Linked DNA regions of Gossypium arboreum: region 2 is linked to region 1. Evidence: chromatin contacts called from public Hi-C data. All regions are on one chromosome and are shown on one strand. Each heading gives the region's core, a stretch centred on a gene start, on an enhancer-like site or on the middle of the called end of the contact. The rest is flanking DNA. Distances are from core to core; before and after follow the strand shown.

Region 1 (2,994 bases), core at 159-2,658:
AAAAACGAAGTGCCAGATACTTGATAAGGAATTCAATAATATAAGAGAGGCCATATATGTGAAAGGTCATTGCAGTTATACATACCGTATCTAGATAAGGCCACATGGTCTCGATAAATTTGTTAAGCCAGTCAACCTGCAGAGAAACAGACAGTGATAACCTTGATGCATACCTTAATATGAAGCACTTAAAGACCCAAATACAGAAATGAAAGGACATAGGATAGGAGAACATACACGGTCAAAATCTGGATTTTTGACCCACAAAGGGATCTCTGGAAGCAACTGCTGCAAAGTTTTAGAGTCTTCCTCAACCAAAGGACGGATTTTAGGATCCTGAACAACCAAAACATACAATGTGACCATCTTATCAATGGTTCAAAAGGCTGATTTATTCGTTGTTTTCCTATATGATAGCTTCATATGATAACTACAGCTTCTTATAAGTGGCACCAACAGACATCGACACAGGCCAAACCGGTTGGTCAATGGTGATCAAGTACAAAAAGCAAAATCCCAGAAAAAAAAAGCAATAAACAAAAGAATACCTCTATGTTTATTTATTTATTCTTGTTTTAGAATGCTAATACCTGCAGAGAAAAAATTGTGAATCCTCAAACTTAAATTTTCCCTAGAAAAGCCTAAGCTAATGCCTGATCATTTCAAAATCATGTTCTTTTCGACTGAAAATCATGGATATAAATCTCTCAAAGCGAGAACATTACAAATTACAAATCTTTGCACGGTGAAACAGGAAGACAGAATTCATAAACTCAAAAAGAACAACTTGAATTAACCATTAAATTATAAGAGTAAAAAAGAAACATTCAATCAGCTTAGAATAAAGTTATCATTTTTTTAGCACTTGTTCATTGTTTTAACAACAAAAATTCAAGCCGCTTATGGAAGAACAAGAACAGGCACCTAGGAAAAAAAAGGGACTCTGACAAAAACTAAGAAAAGCAAAAGGAAATTCAACCAAGAAAGAAACAAACCTTAACATCAGTGGGAAGGAAGTAGATGAACATGTAATACCCAATGACGATCCCAACCGAAGTTCCAATTCCGAATCCAAAAACACCCATTACAGAGCTCAAAACACCCATTTTTCCCTTCTGGTTTTTTTTTTTCAAGGATAGCTCAAGTAGTTTACTCAAAGAGGCATAAAAAGCTTTTGCTCTCTTCTGTTGAAGTGAAACTAATACCAAAAGGAAAACCAGAAATGGAATCTGAGAAAGATTCTTGTGGGAAGTAAAATTGGAAGCAAAAAGAAAAGAAATGGTAAGAGATATTAGAGTTAAAAAATCTTATCAGGAAGAGTGGAAGCATTAAAGGAGCATTTACAACTAGTGGTCAGTCCTTTACGTTCAAAGGAGCCGATGCCATTTTGGACCTACCAGAGGCTTTTGCTATGAAATTTTTATGCGCGTGATATCTTCTGTCGGTAACGTTAATTGGTTGGTTACGGATTAGTTTTTTTTTTTTTTTGAACTTACTACCTTAAACAATTTCTATATAACTACAGAAAGGCATTAGCTGTACTTTTCTCACTTTGCTCTTACATGAACAGATTATGGTCAATTCCTTCACTTTTTTAAAATTATATAACAATTGTTAATTTTTATTTTTATTTTTATATTTCACTCAAATTAGAAATTGAATCTCTATATTTTAATTTAGACATAATTTAATATCTTAATTTTATAATATTATTAGTTAATCTAAACATTTTATTATGATTAAAATATTAATGTAAATTTTAAGAATTATTAATATCATTAATTTTTCATTAAATTTCAGTTCATTACAATATTATTTTGTTTGTTACATGAATTCTGAATATCTTTTTAATTTCAAAATGTCATACTAGAAAATTTAAAAAATTATAATAGTATTAATAAATTAACCTAAATTTTAAATTAAAAAATAAAACATTAAATTTCTAAAAATAAAATATAATATTAAATTTTAAATATATAAAGATTAGAAAAAATTAAAATAAATAATTTACCCAAACACTAAGCGTGAGTAAAAATCATATTAATATATTACTAAAATTATGTAATCTATTAACTAATTAAAAACCGTTAGTAATATCATCTTAAAATTAGGCTAAATCAGGTTAAAACAAGCGTGTTTCACTTTCCCGACACAAAAGTAGTGTCAGTATCATTTTCCTTTTGGTTTTTAAAATATCATATTTGACAAGATGGATTTTACTTAAATAAATTATAAAAATTATAAAAGTTAAAAATATTACTAAAAATAGTAAAACAATTCTTCAATAACTTTTTAATTTGGTTCAATTAATGTTAATGTGTCATGATATTCTATTGACATTATAAAGTCTTTATTATATTAATGAAATTTGTCCTTTATCATCTACAATAAATATTCGTTATTTTCTTCTCTAAATTGTATGTTTCATTTATTGAATGAATCAATAAATTTATCTTTCAAAAAGAAAATCTCTATTTAAATTAATATACCAATTAGTTCTTAATCCAACCAATTTGATAGGACAGTTCGATTCGATTCTAGTAATCATAAATTTTTTTCACCTATAAACTAATTTGTGATTAGTATAATTCTGAAAATTAATTAAATTTTATTTTTAAAAATATATAAATCTTAAATATGAAAATCTAAATTAAAAGAAAAAGAAAAGGATGTTGGAGCATTTAATTTGGAATCACAAACAGATTTTGATGTTTGAGTTGAACAATTAATAAAATCAAAGTATGGAGGAGATAGTTGGCAATTAATAGGGACCAGATTTTTTGTAACTGATATCAAATGTGTTGTTGTAGAATTTTATATTATTATATCAAAGAATAACAAAATAATTGTATGGTGGACTTAAAAGCCCTCAAGTCTAATGCAAGTGGTGATGTATCTAGGTAGCTTCAAGGAAACAATAAGCCCTCTATAATAGGCACATTAAGGAACAATGAACAATGAGGACTTCCTAAAAGCATGACTTAAAATTTTGAG
Region 2 (3,161 bases), core at 306-2,805, 180 kb before region 1:
TGTTGTTCAAAGCAGAGAAACTGTCCGGTATCTCCCCTGTGAGTTCATTTATAGAAAGATCAAGTGATTTCAAGCTGATTAAACCAGAGAGTTGAGAAGGGATACGGCCGGTGAGACGGTTGAGTTGAAGGAACAAGGAGTGCAAGTGTTTCAAATTGCTCAAACTCGAAGGAATCTCACCGGTTAGGTTACAGCTTGCCATGTCGAGAAGTTCGAGTTGACTCAATGACCCATACTCAGGTGGAATGCCTCCAACGTAGGCGTTGAAGTATCCGATTACCAAGTATTTGAGGTTTGTTAAACGAGCCAAAAAGGCAGGAGTTTTCCCTGTTAAACCGATGCCATTAAGACCCAAATATTCCAAGCTCTGGATTTCAGAGTACTCCTCCGGTATCTCTCCCATGAAAAAGTTGCCTCCGAAAGATAAATGCTTGAGATATTTAAGATTGACGACCTCAATGGGAAGAACACCCGTGAAGTTATTGTTATAAGCATCGAGAGTCTCGAGGTGAATCATGCCTGCAAAGATTTCTCCAGGGAAACTGCCTTGGAAAACATTGTTGGAGATGTTGAATATCTTAAGAGAAGTCAAATTACCCATCTCCACAGGAATCCTCCCCGTAAGACTATCGGAAGAAATAGTGAGGTTGACTAGCTTGTTGAGAAGCCCAATTTCAGGAGGAATGGTGCCAAAGAGAGGAGCAAACGACACGTTCAGAGCAACAACACTGAAATCCTCATCGCATTGAACACCAGAGAAACGGCAATGTGCTGATGGAGATGAAGAGAATTCCCAGTTCTCGAGTCCCAAACCTTTGGGTCCAATCATTGAAGACTTGAGCAGCAGCAGAACTTCAAGATCACTGGAACCATAGACGATGGCCGAGAAGAGTAGTAGAAGAGTCGAGAAAACACAGAGAAGATAACTGTAAAAGCTTCTCATTTCAGTGTTCTTCTCTTTTCCTGAGCTCAGATAGAGGTGAAGGCTTTACTATCAGTAGCTCACTACGTTAAATAGAGTTGTACTGTATATTGGATCGCAAAGAGGATCGTAGTTCCCAAAGCATCAAATGTTGGATATGAAATAAACAAATACAAAATCTGAACTCTGAAAAAGTCAGGGAGAGAGTGTGTGAAAGGAGCGGAGTCTGGATTGCATGAAACCGCTAAAGACACGGCAATACGATGGCCCATGGTTCGCATCGTACACTACATGGAATTGAAAATGGTAGAACACAGAAAGGGTTAACGTTGAATTTACTAGTTTTTAAAGCTTGTCAGCTCTGTGAGTCAAACATGAGGGAGGGAGGGAGGGAGGGTCCCCATGGCAGCAGGAAGAACGTTTGAAACGTTAACTCGGGACGGAGTTGATGAAGGTTACTATTTTACGTGGGGCTTAGAGACTGTGAATTGCTAAGGGTACCATACTCATCTGGTTTGACGGCGTGATCTGCCGGTTCTAAAGATTGGCCCTATTATAAATGCAGCTGCCCACTGCATTACTGTCAGACGCCAGTTGTTTTTTCTTTTTCTGAAAGAAAAAAATCACTCGGAAAAACTGTCAAATTCACTAGGTTGAGCTTGGTAAAAATATTATACCATATATATCTTATTATTATTTTGAGCATTTGGGATTATGAAAGATGAATGTGGATTTTGTCTTTTGGGGGAGTGATGAAGACAGAGGATGGGCTTTGGGGGTCAATTGCTGGGCCCAGATTAAAGGCTGTGAATGTCCTTTCCCGAAGAAACACCTTTTTCTCCCTCTGACTCCTTTTTGGCAGTGAGCTAAAAGTCTACTCTTTTTGTTCTTTTCTCCGATCGGGACCGTCCACAAAATAGGGGACCATTGTTGATTGCCTCTGCACTAACTTCTCCTTTTGCTTCCTTCCCTATCCCTTATGCAATTGTTCATGGACCAACCCAAGTATTCTGCAGCTTCTTCTAACCATCCAAGTGCTTTGACATCCAAAGTAGAATTTCTTCATCATCTCATTCAAATATTTGTCTTCTTGTTTAAGCAACATTTATGATTGGGCCATTAGCTTGTTAGAAAACTCCCAAGGGAAAAAAATAAACTATGTTATAAAATAACATATGATAGTGTTCATGAAAAAGATAATGTAAACATGACTATATCATGAATATAGATATGCTACATTGTGAGATAAGGTATAGATTAAAGAGTCAAATGGATATTAATTTTTTTTTTGTAATTTTAAGAGTCCAAATATCAGGAGCATAGGGAAAAACAATAAAAGATGAAAGCTTAACCCTCACTAGGGCTAAGAATAAAAATAAACTCAAATCGAGATATTTAGATAGTTTATCGAATATAAGTTAAAAAATCACGATGACCGAAATTGAATTAAATTTTATTTTTATTTATATATAATTAATTTTAGTTTTATGATATAAAAATAAATATTTTATATTTAAAATAGTTAATAATTTAAAAGTTCTTAAAGAATTATTATTTTGAGAAATATTTATGAAAAAGATCTAATTTTTTAAATAATATTTAAAAGTCATAAAATAAAGCTCATTTTATCAAAATAAGTCAAAAATAAAAACAATAAATTCATATAAAAAATTAAGAACCAAATCGAACTAAACCGAATTATGATGGATGGTTCAGAAAATTTAAAAAATCTGATTGAACTAAATCAAAATCACCCTAATCTTGACAACAAATGTTAGGTACTACAAGTTAAATTTGTATCGATACAAGTATAAGATTCTCAAAAATATCTTTGAAAAAAAAGCTTAACCTCAACACTTGTAACTGTTGAAATTATATAACATCATCTCATCATGTCCCAAATTATGGAAATCAAATTCTCTCAAATTTTTTGGTAAAGAACCCTGACCTCAATACATATGAATACGAGGCTAGGGTAAAATTAACCACATGAACCTCAACATCAATTAGTGTTGAGGTCGTTTAATATTTAAAAAATGCACAATTTGAGAAATAATGAAAAGAGAATGTTTTTTTTTTTAATTTTTGAATATGGTGAAAAAAAAATTTCTACAATAAGTATTTAAAAAAAATTCTTTTTCACGGTATTTTTTTGGTAGTATCTTTATATTCATGAGTGTCAAGATTAATTTAGGGTTTTGATTATTGAACTTCCTTGAAATTAAGGAAAGGACAAGGT

Evidence for each region. Hi-C and Micro-C count contacts between places; a contact is called where the count stands out from the background.
Region 2: a Hi-C map of leaf shows a contact between it and region 1, with 2.2 times the contacts expected there. The contact joins the promoter of LOC108467298 here to the promoter of LOC108467270 in region 1. A contact is called at or near these places in 3 of 5 Hi-C or Micro-C datasets (all in leaf).

What each region holds. Positions count from the first base shown.
Region 1 is chr3:110,679,358-110,682,351 of ASM2569848v2, reverse strand. LOC108467270 (synaptotagmin-2-like) reads right to left here and starts at 1,408. Exons shown (of 12, transcript XM_017767868.2): 1 at 996-1,408; 2 at 238-336; 3 at 86-136. The coding sequence starts at 1,106.
Region 2 is chr3:110,858,838-110,861,998 of ASM2569848v2, reverse strand. It overlaps LOC108467298 (receptor protein kinase CLAVATA1-like), which reads right to left and starts at 1,555. Exons shown (of 2, transcript XM_017767909.2): 1 at 1-1,555. The coding sequence starts at 943.